Linked DNA regions of Sus scrofa: region 2 is linked to region 1. A link is a contact called in public HiChIP or PLAC-seq data. All regions are on one chromosome and are shown on one strand. The core of a region is the stretch at or near the end of the contact, and the rest is flanking DNA. Distances in the headings are between cores, read along the strand shown.

Evidence for each region. HiChIP or PLAC-seq counts read pairs in DNA pulled down with a chosen protein or histone mark.
Region 2: an H3K27ac HiChIP or PLAC-seq map of alveolar macrophages shows a contact between it and region 1. The contact joins the promoter of GAA here to the promoter of EIF4A3 in region 1. A contact is called at or near these places in 1 of 5 promoter capture datasets (liver), 4 of 47 Hi-C or Micro-C datasets (liver and retroperitoneal adipose tissue) and 1 of 2 datasets of contacts at active chromatin or transcription factors (alveolar macrophages).

The regions. Positions count from the first base shown.
Region 1 is chr12:2,281,164-2,287,549 of Sscrofa11.1, reverse strand. EIF4A3 (eukaryotic translation initiation factor 4A3) reads right to left here and starts at 1,871. Exons shown (of 12, transcript NM_001100193.1): 1 at 1,687-1,871. The coding sequence starts at 1,855. LOC106505378 (a long non-coding RNA gene) reads left to right here and starts at 3,902. Exons shown (of 2, transcript XR_002336940.1): 1 at 3,902-4,117.
Region 2 is chr12:2,337,885-2,344,231 of Sscrofa11.1, reverse strand. GAA (lysosomal alpha-glucosidase) reads left to right here and starts at 4,365. Exons shown (of 23, transcript XM_021066505.1): 1 at 4,365-4,504. It overlaps LOC110255946 (a long non-coding RNA gene), which reads right to left and starts at 6,309. Exons shown (of 2, transcript XR_002336941.1): 1 at 5,741-6,309; 2 at 4,405-4,561. It overlaps CCDC40 (coiled-coil domain-containing protein 40), which reads left to right. Exons shown (of 20, transcript XM_021066502.1): 19 at 319-477; 20 at 1,421-2,279. The coding sequence ends at 1,857.

The DNA of each region.
Region 1 (6,386 bases), core at 622-3,121:
GGTGGTTACTGCTGGAGAACAGGGGGAGGGAAGCTCACATCTTACTTCCATTACTACTGCATTGTTTGACTTCATTACAATAACCTGCATTGTTGGGGGTGTTTTGGCATCACTTGTTAAATTAAATAACCCATCACAGTCAGTCACTACTCCCTATCAGCAGTAAGTCTTTGGGTAGGTGACATCATCTAAAAACGAATGTCACCTACGCCTCCCGCCCTGGATGCCCTCCTGCCCTGGATGCGGCTGCGTGAACTGCAACCCCTCTACTGTCTGAGTAAACAAAACTTCATGTACAAATAATGGACATGAAATAATTCTCATAGTCTTTTAAAATGTAGTAAACTTCCCACTTAACACAAAAGCCAATCTAATGTGATTTAAACCCCTCATGATGACGCAGCAGGTGTTTCAGGGAAGGGAGGCCCTAGATCCCAAGAGGCAGGTGGGCTGTGAGCCTCACTACAAGGCTTAGTTGCTATAGTTCACCTCCCGTTCCCTCAGCACCTTCTCTGCACTAAACTGTCCTGACTCAAGGACTGCTGGATAAAAAAGATGCCCCAGTCCCAGGCATTAAGCACGGATGCTGCTCATTCCGGAGAGTAGCCCCAACCCCGCCTCTTCCGAGGCTCCCAGCTAGGACAACTGATGGCTCACAGGTCCCTCAAGCTCCCCTCATTCAAGAAGTGCTCCCACCATTACTCCCTGCCTGAGCAGAGGGCAGCATCACCGGTCCCATCAGCCACACACCTAGGATTTTCCTCTGCTGCTTACATCCATCTCCACCAGAAAACCATCATCTCTCCCCCGGACTGGAACAAAAAGCCTCCTAGCATCTCCCTGCTTGCTCTCCCGCCTCACCTCCACCCACATCAGACACCCCAATTCACTTCTAACTAAATATGGTCCTGTCGCTTCCTTGCATGAGACCCTCCAATGGCCTCCCCCACTGCACTCAGAAATAAAATGCACTCTCTTTATCACCCCAGACTTCACTCTTCAAGATGTGGCCCCCTCCTCCCTCCCCACAGGGAGGACAGGAGATTCTGTTCCTGGAATGTCCCCGGCTCCGGGCTGCAGGACCTGGCACCAGCTGCCCCCTCTGCCCAATTCTAACATAACCTTCTCATAACGGGCTCCTTAGCTGAGTCTCAGTTCAAATGCCAGGCCCTACTGGCAGCCACCTTGCCTATTTGCTCTACTAGTTTAACTCTCTCCTCCGCGCAGCTTGAACCAATTATCCCGCTTAATTTTCTCCGTAGCCATTACCATCGATTATACAGTCCTCCTCCCAAATGTAACTTAAACTAAGGCTTAAGCTAACTTAACTAAGGGCACGAACCTGTCTGGTTCCCTACTAAGCCCCGAGTACCTAGAGCCGCGCACCTGGCCGATACAAGACAGTTATCCGCTGAATGAATGACTCCCAAGTGCCCAAAGGACCCTGCAGCCCTCTTGGGTCCCAGCAGGGCGCGCTGCCGGGAGGACAACACCCGAACCCGCCGGCACAGATGGGGGTGGATACGCGTGGTGAGGGAAGGGGTCACCCGTGACCCACCCCGGGCTCGGCCCCAACCCGGATCCCCGACCTTCAGGACCGCCACACTCCCAGTCTCGGGACCCAGCCCTCGGCCGGGCCCATGCTCTCCGGCGGGCGCTCGCAGCCCGCGCCCCGCGCCCACCGACCGTAGGCATAGATGCCGCGCAGCAGGTCCTCCCGCAGGCCCATAGTGTCGAACGTGGGAGTCACGTCCACCTCCTCGCTGGTCTCGAATTCCACTTTGGTCATGTCTTCCTCTTTCAGCAGCCGCTTCCGCGCCGAGCCTGAGGTCGCCATCGTGGCCGTGGCCGCCATGATGCCGAGCGGGCTGAGAACCGACTGCGCGCCGCACCGGGAAGCGGAAGTAGAGCGCCGCGCCGTCGCCGCCGCCAGGAACTGACGGCATCGCGCGCGCGTGCCTGCGTAGGAGCGTGCGTCGGAGCCGCGCTCGGAAGGGGCGGGGAGCTCCTGGTCACGTGAAAGGGGAAAGGGGCGGTGCCGCAGCTCTCGAGGGGGAGGGGTTCCGCGGGATCCGCGGGCCCCGCCCCTGGCCACACCCCGCCCCTCCCCGCACCCGCGTAAGGTAGGCGCCGGGGTTCGCCCGGGTCCCTCGGCTTGGGCTCTGGGCTGGGCTGTTGCGCGGAGGGTTACCGGTTACCTGGCCGCATTACCGGTTCCTCAGCGCGGCAGGGTAGAACTGGAACTCCTGCAGACGAGCTGCGGCGTGCGCCAGGGCGCCCCTGCCGGGAGGAGGCACCCGGGTGCTGGTCCCTGCCTGCGCTCATTATCCCGTGTAAACATGGCCCCGTGGGCCATGCTTCTCTAAAACTTCAAGTGCCTCTAAAATCAAGTACCGCAAAACTGGCCTCTGAACCGATTTCATCACTTGACGGACGTTCATCTGTGTTGTGTGAGAACAGCGATAACTTTGTGAAACTTGTACTTGCCCAAGTGCCAGCTCCGTCCTTTCTCATTGTTTGCTTGGCTCCCATCCTGGGCATATCTTTAATTCACAGCCTCTTTCCAGGAGTGCTTAAACGCTTTCCTGTTGTGAAGGTTAATTCAGTGAAAACTGGGTGATCATATTATCCATTAAAATCAGGCATAAGAGTGCAGAGGTTTGCAGTTTGTTGACAGCAAACAAGTAAATGAGGTCTTTTCCTGAAGCTCTGGCCCAGACCTTAGAATATGTCCAGACTCTGCAAGAAAATTGACCTGATAAACGTGCCTGATAAGGATGCTAGTATGGGAAGTTCCCCTTGTGGCTCAGTGGGTTAAGAACCTGACTAGCATCCATGAGGACACGGTTCGATCCCTGGTCTTGCTCAGTGAGTTAAGGATCTGGCGTTGCCGTGAGCTGTGGTGTAGGTTGCAGATGTGGCTCAGAGCTGGCACAGCTGTGGCTGTGGTGTAGGCCGCCAGCTATAGCTCCAATTTGACCTCTAGCCTGAGATTTTCCGTATGCTGCATGTGTGACCCTAAGAAGCAAGAAAAAAAAAAATGCCAGTATTACTCAAACCTTAGAGTTCCAGCTGTGGCACAGAGTAAGTTGCTGCGGAGGGCATGGGTTCAGTCCCCAGCCTGTGCAGTGGATTAAAGTATCCCAGGTTGCCACAGTTGGTCACAGCTGCAGCTTGAATTTTTTTTTCTTTAAAGGGCCACACCTGCAGCATATGGAAGTTCCTAGGCTAGGGGTCAAATCGGAACTACAGCTGCCTGCCTATAGTAGCCACAGCAATTTGGGATCCAAGCTTCTGCAACCTACACCACAGCTCACAGCAACACCAGATCCTTAACCCACTGAGACAAAACAGGAACTCCCAGCTGCAGCAGGGATTTTAATCCCTGGCCCAGGAATTTCCATACACCACGGTTCAGACCTTAAAAAAAAAAATTAAATATTTATAAATCTGAATTTCTTTCTTAGACTTTAAAGTGAATAAAATACAAATGTATACAGAATAAGTTGCTGCGGAGGGCATGGGTTCAATCCCCAGCCTGTGCAGTGGATTAAAGTATTCTCAGGTCTTGCGATTCCACAGAGGGGTTATCCGTGTCCTCTCTGAAGTAGCCCACATTGTTTTGCGAACTGTCCTAGGGCTGTGCTGTAAAACGCACACAAATTTCAGACTTAGTATAAGAAAACGAGAGGAATTCCTGTCGTGGCGTAGCAGAAACGAATACAACTAGGAACCATGAGGTTGCTGGTTCAATCCCTGGCCTCGCTCAGTGGGTTAAGGAGCTGGCATCGCTGTGAGCTGTGGTGTAGGTTGCAGATGTGGCTCAGATCTAGTGTGACTGTGGCTGTGGCGTAGGCCAGCAGCTGTAGCTCCAGTTAGACCCCTAGCTTGGGAACCTCCATATGCTGCGGGTGTGGCCCTAAAAAGAAAAAAAGAACAAGAAAGACCTCGTTAATAATTTTTATATTGATTATATGTAGGAATGTTCGTATTTTAGATACATGAGTTAAACCGTGTTATTTAAATCGATTTAACCCATTTCTTTTCCTTTTTCAAATACGTCTACCAGAACCATCTTAATTACAGAAGATATTCCTCTTGGACGGTGCTGCTCTAGGTACTAAACAGTAGGTGAAATAACCTTGTCAGGCGTGTGGGGGAGAGTAAATGGAAGACCACGGAGTTTATGGGTCTGGTACCAAAGGGGAGGGGAAGAAAGAATTGCCTCTTCTGCCCCCGTTCAGAGATTTTTTAATCTTATTCATGATCCGCTTGAACTTGTCTTTTGCCGTCTCACTTTTAGGACATTTTGTACTTTTCCTGGCAGTGTCCCTTTCTCGGGATGTCTGAACACACAACTGAAAGACCTCTTCCTTTGGTTTGGGCCCAATAACGTTTCAGCTGTTTAGGCCAGAGTCCATGAAGAGGACAAGAGTTGGGGTGGGTGTGGGGGTGCAGGGTTGGGGACACCACTCTTTAGGGAAACAGTGGAAACCAGGTTGACTTGACCTTCATCCCCCTTGGAGTTCATCTAATCCCGAGGGATGGCCCCTCCCCCAGGTGGGAGCTGAGGTGCCCAAGACAGAGGGTGCTGCCCCCGCCCCCCGCCGCCACCGGAAGGCCTCCTTGGGATGGTAAAGAGTGTACCTGCGCTCTTGCAGGAGCTGGGGGCTGGCGGTGGGTACGATATGTCATAGGGAGCTGTGTTTTCTTTGTGCGGGAGAGAGGCCTCTGGGAAATCGCAGCCAGGATGAGAGCTCCTCTCAGGAGAGGAGGTTTTTCCCGTTCAAACACGGTGCAGTTTGCTTTATCAGCAGCAGACGGGTTTTGAATACGCCTGGCTCTTTGCCCTCTTTGTTAAAATATGCTCCATGTTGTGCTGGATACAAGCCTTCGCAGTTGCCCCTTGAGCAACTCAGGAGTTAGGGGTGCCCACCCCCTGTGTACTCAGAAATCCAGGTATAACTTTTGACTCCCCCAGAATTTAAGTTCTAATAGCCTACGGTTGACCGGAAGCCTGCCAAATAACATGAACAGTTGATTAGCATGTCGTGTGTTATATGTATTATACTGTATTATATGTATTATATACTGTATTTATTGACCCCCTCAATAAAGTAAGCTAGAGAAAATGCTATTAAGAAAATCAGGAGTTCCCGTCGTGGCACAGTGCTTAACGAATCCAACGAGGAACCATGAGGTTGCAAGTTCGATCCCTGGCCTTGCTCAGTGGGTTAAGGATCCAACGTTGCCGTGAGCTGTGGTGCCGGTGGCAAATGTGGCTTGGATTAGCGTTGTTGTGGCTATGGTGTAGGCTGGCAGCTGTACCCCTAGCCTGGGAACCTCCATATGCCACAGGAGTGGCCCTAGAAAAGGCAAAAAGACCAAAAAAAAAGAAAAAAGAAAAAAAGAAAATCATAAGGAAGAGAAAATACCTTTATAGCACTTTACTGTAATTATTGATACCCCAAGTTTACATTATCTGTTTGCAAATAAATCATCTGTCCATCAGTACCTACATCAATACTGTCTTACAGAACACAAACCACTGTGCATGTGACCTGCACAGTTCAAATCTCTGTTCTTCAAGAGTCAACTGTACTTGGAGTTCCTGCAGTGGCTCAGCAGCAATGAACCCGACTACTATCCATGAGGACACAGGTTTGATCCCTGGCCTCGCTCAGTCGATTAAGGATCTGGCGTTGCCGTGACCTATGGTGTAGTTTACAGCTGCGGCTCGGATCCCACGTTGCTGTGGCTGTGGTGTAGGCCAGCAGCTGAGGCTCCCATTCGACCCCTAGCCTAGGAACTTCCACATGCTACAGGCGTGGCGCTAAGAAGACAAAGAAAAAGAGAGTCAGTTGTACTTATACAACAAGAATCAACAGCCCAGTTTGGCCATCGGACACAATTCTGCATAAAAGTCCAAATTAATGCTTCGGCTCTTTTTTTTTTTTTTTTTTTTTTTTTTTTTTTTTGCTTTTTCAGACCGCACTTGCAATATATGGAGGCTCCCAACTTAAGGGTCTAATCAGAGCTGTAGCCACCAGCCACAGCCACAGCAATGCCAGATCCTCAATCCACTGAGCGAGGCCAGGGATCAAACCTGTGTCCTCATGGATACTAGTTGGATTCGTTTCCACAGAGCCACAGCAGGAACTCCTAATGTTTCAGCTCTTATCAGAAACCTCCATTGCAATTCCAACTAGGGGGTGCAGATATATATATATGTATGTGTGTGTATATATATATATGTGTGTGTATGTATGTGTGTATGTATGTATTGGCTGCACCCGAGGCATGTGGAAGATCATGGGTCAGGGATCAAACCCTCACCACAGCAGTAACCCTCACCACAGCAGTGACAATGCCAGCTCCTTAGGTCA
Region 2 (6,347 bases), core at 3,116-5,615, 54 kb before region 1:
TGAAAATTACGGGCTTGACCCAACCCCCCCTGCTCGTCTGGATGTCACAGGAGGCGCAGAGGGCCTCTTCTGAGCCTGCTCTGTGCACATCTGAGGCCCATCCCTCTCCACCTTCCTGGCTCCCGGGGCCTCCTCTGCCCTGCTCCACCCCTTCCCCAAAGAGGGTCCCGCCATGGCCCCCCACCCCACACCCCTCTTTGGGAGCCCTCCCAGCCTGTGTGCACAGAGGGCTCTGGGGTCCTCCCAGCCTGACTGCTCCGTGGGATGAAGGCTGGGGGGGGCGGGGGGAGTCCTAGAATGCTCCTGCCTGCCCCGCAGGCCACCGAGGAGTGCACCAAAACCATCCTGGAACTGGAAGAAACTCAGAGATCCCTGAGCGAGTCCCTCGTGGAGAAGCAGGAGCAGCTGTCAAAGATGCAGTCCAAGGCCGACGAGCTCGAAGCCGACCTGGACCGGCTGGCGGCCCTCAAGCGGCAGGTAGGCGAGTCCCCAGGGCCACCAGGGCCGCTAAGCCCAGGCTGATCACACGCCTCATGTTTCTAATGTAGGCTCCAGGGGCCGGCACTGTCCTGGCTGCCAGGGCTGCAGAGTCGAACAGGAAAGGTGACCGTGCCCACTCCCTGGAGGTCATGTCCTGAGGGCAGGAGGACAGACAATTAGCGAAACTAATAAGAAGGACTCTGCGTATCTGGTGGTGATAGACATTATGGTGAAAAAGGAAGCAGGGGGGCAGGAGGTGGATGGGCTGCACCTGTAGGTGGGGGGGTCTGAGATGGCCGCGCAGAGGAAGCGCCATTTGAGGCAAGACATGAAGGGGGCGAGGGAGGGAGCAGCAGGAGCTGGGGGCTGCCTGAGCCCCCGGCTTGCTTGGCTTGGGGCACCACCCTGCCCACGGCCTCTCCCTCGGGGAGGCGTTGAGGAGAGGCGTGACTGGGCTCGGTGGGATTGCTCAGCTCTGATGTGGAGTGTGGCGTGGAAGGGCCAGGTGGGGACAAGGAGCCTGTTGGAGGCCATCGTGGTACTTAAGGAGCACGGTGACACACGGACCAAGGGTAGTCTCGAACTAATGAGAAGCTGTCAGGTTCTGTGTCTGATTTCAAAGTCACCCCAGCAGGGTTTGCTGCTGGACTGGATGTGTGCAAGTGGAAGAGTGGCATTGAGCAGGGCTGCAGGGTTTGGGGATGACGACGGAGTGTTGGGCGCCCGGCCTGGCACCTGGTGGGTCAGAAGATGAGTGAGGGCACAGGCTCCCCTTGTGTGTCAGCCTCGTCCCCTAGACCAGGGGACTCAGCACCTTCAGCCATTTGTCCCCTCTCCTGCAGTGCTTTCTGGCACGTCCTCAAGTCTGAGCTTGTGCCAGGCCAGTGGGTGACCTGTTTTTAACGTGCACAGCCTGACACAGTTCTCTTGTCCCACCAAGAACCTTTCCACCCTCGTGGCCCTGCAAACGCGCCTCAAGCACCTGCAGGCCGTGAAGGACGGGCGGTACGTCTTCCTGCTCCGCAACAAGCAGTCGCTGCTGTCGGAGCTCAAGCGTCTGGAGGACCGGCTGGGCAGCATCAACAACATCCTCCACCACGTGAAGGAGGAGTACCCGCAGTTCCAGGGGGCCCTGCTCAAGGTCAGCCAGTCCATCACCAACGGGCTGGGGTCCCCTGGGCCCTAGAGAGCGCCTGGACACCCCTCTTCCAGGCGGGCCCCCAAGGAAGGGATCAGTTTTGTGCATTGTCGGGGACTTTGAATACGTTTGTCTGTCCCTGCTTTACTGAAAGTCACCGCTGCCCTCAGAGAATGACGCCACTTAAAAAAATACGCCAGCGCTGTAGGAATTGTTTGTTTAGCCACCCCGCTGTATAAATCAGGTCAAATCCCAACGTTTCCAGTTCCATTTTCCACAAGTATTCCATTTGCAAAGCAGACCCCCGTGCCCTCGCTGGGCTTACTCGTCCAAGGAAAACGGGAAACCAGGTCTCTGTTCCCGCCCCACTCCCAGCTTGGGTTAAATCCAGATGCCCAGCTCACCGGAGCAAGTCCGGAGGACGTGAAGCCCTAGCGGAATCTGCAGGGCCTGACGTCTGCGATTAGACCGTGCAGGTGCAGGAACACAGACCTCCTTGTCTGTGTCGGGTCCCCACCACCCTGGTCCACCCCGGGCTCCTCCTCCCACGCTCCGACTCCTGAACCCCTGCTGCCTATGGCTTCTTCGAGGGCTTAAGGGGAAAGGTAATCTTACAAAGTAATTTTAAACTTTTCAGCAGGAAAATAAAGTTTTTTTCTGAATATGAAAGTGTATTTATTCTAAAACATTTCAGAAGTACATAAAGAAGCAAGGAAACCCTCAATTCCCCTCCCCATACACACACACTGCTGGGGCTTTCTGACAAAATCACGGGGTCTGGCTCTTGTATTTCACCCTGGAAAGCCGGCACCTCTTAATATAAGCCTTTCCTCGATGGAAAAAAAGTTCCTTGTAATTGAACGTTTTCGCGACAGTCGATGGGTCACGACTAAACGCTGTTTTTGCCCTCCGGGTGCTGAGCACCTGTGCCCACCCCGGTTCCGGCTAGATGCCCAGGGTCGGGCCTCGGGGGCTGCCTGGCTGGCTGGCTCCGGGATGCCGAGGGCAAGTTCCCGCGTGGGCGTCACGCCCCCCCAACCGCAAAGCTGAGGTTCCCCCTGCCTCCGCGGGGAGCGCGCTCCCTCGCAGAGTGCGCGTCCCCTCGGGCTCCTCCCACGTTCCGGGAGTGCCCAGGCCGGAGGACAGCGGGGCCCTCCCAGCACGCGCCCGGCACCTAAGGCGCCTGCTCGTGCGGAGGCGGGTGGGAGTCACGTGACCCCGCCGCGGCGGCGGAGCCTGGAGTTCCCACTGCGCCGCGTGCGCGTGCGCAGAAGTGAGCCGGGCCGGGCCGAGCCGGACCCGGGCGCGCGTGCGCGGAGGTGAGTGGGCCGGGCTGCGAGACTCGGGCTGAGGGTGGTCCCCGCGAACGGCGGTGGAGGGGGGCCAGGGTGGTGCGCTGCAACCCCACAGACCCGAGGCTTGGCGGGTCGCGGCCGTCGCGGAAGGGGCGGGATCGAGCCGTATATGGATTGGGGGTCCGTGCTTTCCTATTGGGGAAGTTGATTACAATGTGCCGGGACGGCGGCGGAGGGCAGTGTTAGGGCAGCTGCCAGCAGCTGGTCTTTCTACCCGGGGAGAAACCAAGCGACACCTGGAGGGTTGGCGAACCCAGGCTTATTACACCGGTGAGCTCAGAGGAGATCGCTCTCCGGAGTCTGAGCCCCGAGGAGGGGTTTTACAGGGCTCTTATGGGCTAGCCCTTCTGGGTCCGTGCTGGGCAGAGCGGACCGGAGTGGGCAGAGGCAGGACGGCTGATGCAGAAGCAAGTTTACAGAAGCTGATGCGTGGGAGGGGTGGTTGGGGTCAGTTGGCTGGACCTTGCTTGGTCATCGTGACCCGGGTGTTCTGTTCTCCCTGCTCATCATCTCAGGACATTTTCTCCTTCAGCAGCAGTAACGACTGGGACCCCACTGACATCAGGCACCCCGAAACTCCACGGTTCCCCCTCACTTCTCCCGAGCTGGGCGGGGAAGGCTGTGCTTGCCCTTGGTGGCAGGGAGGAAGCTGAGACGCAGGAGGATAAGGACCCTTTACTCCCCTCTGCCCAAGGTGGAGATGGGTTTTGAACCCGCCTTGTCTGCACCACCACGGTGGCCTAGGGAGCAGCGGTTCTGAGCCACTTCCCTGAAAGCAGGGTGACAAGGCTTTCTGGGTCGGCAGTGCCACTTGATCTACTGACCTTCAGTTCTTCCCCATTTTCTCTCTAAACTGTTGGCCGCTGTGACGGGGGCTCCTCCCTTTTCTAGGCTCTCCTCCTGGTCTGTAAAACGGAGGCAGGGAACGCAGGGCATAGGGTGCTGCTCTGGCCGTGCCTCTGGCCACCTGTGCACCTTCTAAGGTCTGGGCGGGAAGGGCCGAGTCAGTGCCTCAGAGCTCCCCAAGTGAGGGCTCCTAGGCTCTGAGTTCCCTAGTTTCGGAATCATGATGACAAGGTGTGTCTGGCAAGGTCACGTGGATCTGGGACACTGTGGTATAAAAGGACATATTTCGTCTGCCCCCCCAGTTTCTGGCATGCAGCTCCTAAAACCCCTGGGAACTTGGGAGTGATGAATGCCTTTCCTGTGCCAATGAGATGACTGGGGGGAGGGGGCTGTACACAGCTTTAAAATGGGGTCTGGTCTCCAGAGGGACTAAGGCACTTTCACCTGGCCTCCCTCGAGGGAGGGAGAGAAGCTGGTGATTAAGCCAATCACCACTGGTCGATGGTTTCATCAGCTGTGCCCACATAATGAAACCCTAAACTAGTTGAGGTTTGGGGGCTTCCCGCCGGTGAACTCATGTTGGTGCTGGGAGGGAGGGCCGCCTGGAGAGGGCGTGGAAGCTCTGCAGCCCTCCCCAGACCTTGCCATCTGGCTGTTCCCACGTCGTGTCCTTGATAATAAACAGGTAACAGTAAGCAAGCACTTTAATGAGTTCTGGGAGTCATCTAGCTGTTTATTCAACCTGTGGAGGAGAGAGGTGTTTTTGGGAACCCAGGAGTTTACAGCCGCTTGGTCGGATGTGCCGGTGACAAGCTGGGACTTGCAGTTAGTGTCTGAAGTGGGGGGTGTCTTGTGGGACTGCGCCCTCAACCTGTGGGGTCGGCACTAACTCTGGGAGTGCGTGTCAGATGTGAGTTCAATTGCTGGACACCCAGCTGGTGTTCAGAGAGTGGAAGAATTGGCTGGTTTGGAAAACCCCACACTTTTGGTGCCAGTCATGTGATACAAACACAGTTCACTCTTGCACCAAATGTACCTGTGGCCCGTGGTGGCTGGAAAGCTCCAGGTGGCCAGTCTGTGTCTCAGAGGCTCAGATGCTCCGTGACCTGGGTGCACCTGTGACTCTTCCCCAACACTCGCATCTCTCTGGCGGTCACAAGGATGCGGCTCCCAGACCTCCTGCCACAGGGAGTGTCGTTGGTGGAGGCTCCGTTGCTGGGCCTGAAGTCCAGCGCTGCATCCTGGCCCAGAACTCTAGGGCGGGCCGCTCCTGGGAGACCTGCACCCCTCTGACAGCCAGCTCTGTCTGGCTTGAGGACCCCCAAACCCATGGACTGGCCTATCCTTCCTTAGTCTCCGTGGCAGTCTGGGGCGCCTGGACCCAGCACCCACCGTGGGGTCTGCCTCGAGTGGCTGTGGTGGCGTTCCCTGGCATCCTCCCCATTTGCTCCCAAACGCACAGAAAGTGCTCCCTGATACAACCCTTGCACTTTGAGGAGTTCCCGCTGTGGCTCAGCGGTAATGAACCCGGCTAATATCCACGAGGACATGGGTTTGATCCCCGGCCTCCCTCAGGGGGTGAGGCTCTGGCATTGCTGTAAGCTGTGGTGTCAGTTGCAGGCATGACTTGGATGTGGCATTGCTGTGGCTGGGGTGTAGGCTGGCGGCTGTGGCTCTGATTCAGCCCCTGGCCTGGGAACTTCCATATGCCACAGGTGCAGCCCTGGCGTGTGTAGTCCAATGTCTGTGTCTGTTCCTCAGGGCGCTGGGCCAGCAAAGTTCCCTGTCAAATACTTAGAACGGACAGGTAAGCAAGATGCAGGTCATCAGTCTTAGAGCCGGAGCAGCCAGGGAGGCTGTGGTGCAGCTGCTGTGCCCGGGACCCAAAACCAGACCCCACACGAGAGGGTTTCTCTCACACCTGGCCGAGGGGCCACGTCCTGGGGGCCAGCCTTCTCCTGAGTGTTGCGTGGGGCTGCAGCGCCCAAGACCCTCACAGGCTGTAGCCTCGTCCGGTCGGCTGGAGGGAGGGTACCTGTCTGCCTTCCGCCAGTCTTCACAGGGGAGCCATCTATTGTCGCAACTTGTTTGTTCCAAGTGTCAGCCTGTCGCGTGGGTTCTGTATGTTATTAAGTCGTTTCTACAGACATTCTAGAAGAGTCTATCTGCAGCGTATTGGAAGACTTCACAATGCACAGGGCTCTGTAACCCTGTTTGGGACTTTTCTCTCCTTTCGCTTTTTCCTCCCTCCCCTACATCCGCCCGCATCCTCGCCAGACAGCGCTTCCAGCCCGGGCGCAGTGGGCCAGGCACAAGCTCAGTCTGGAAGCTGCTTTGAGAGTCCCCTTGATCTGAGAGAGACAGCAGGGAGTGACCGCTTGAAGTGAGATCTTAATTCTCTGCTCAGGAATTGAACCTGGGCAGCCTGGAGGAGGACCAGGAGTCCCAGCCACTAGACCAGCTAGAGGCTAAGACAGAATTGTCCTGATTCTTGCCCCCTGTTGAAAATAAGAATGTGGAGTTCCCGT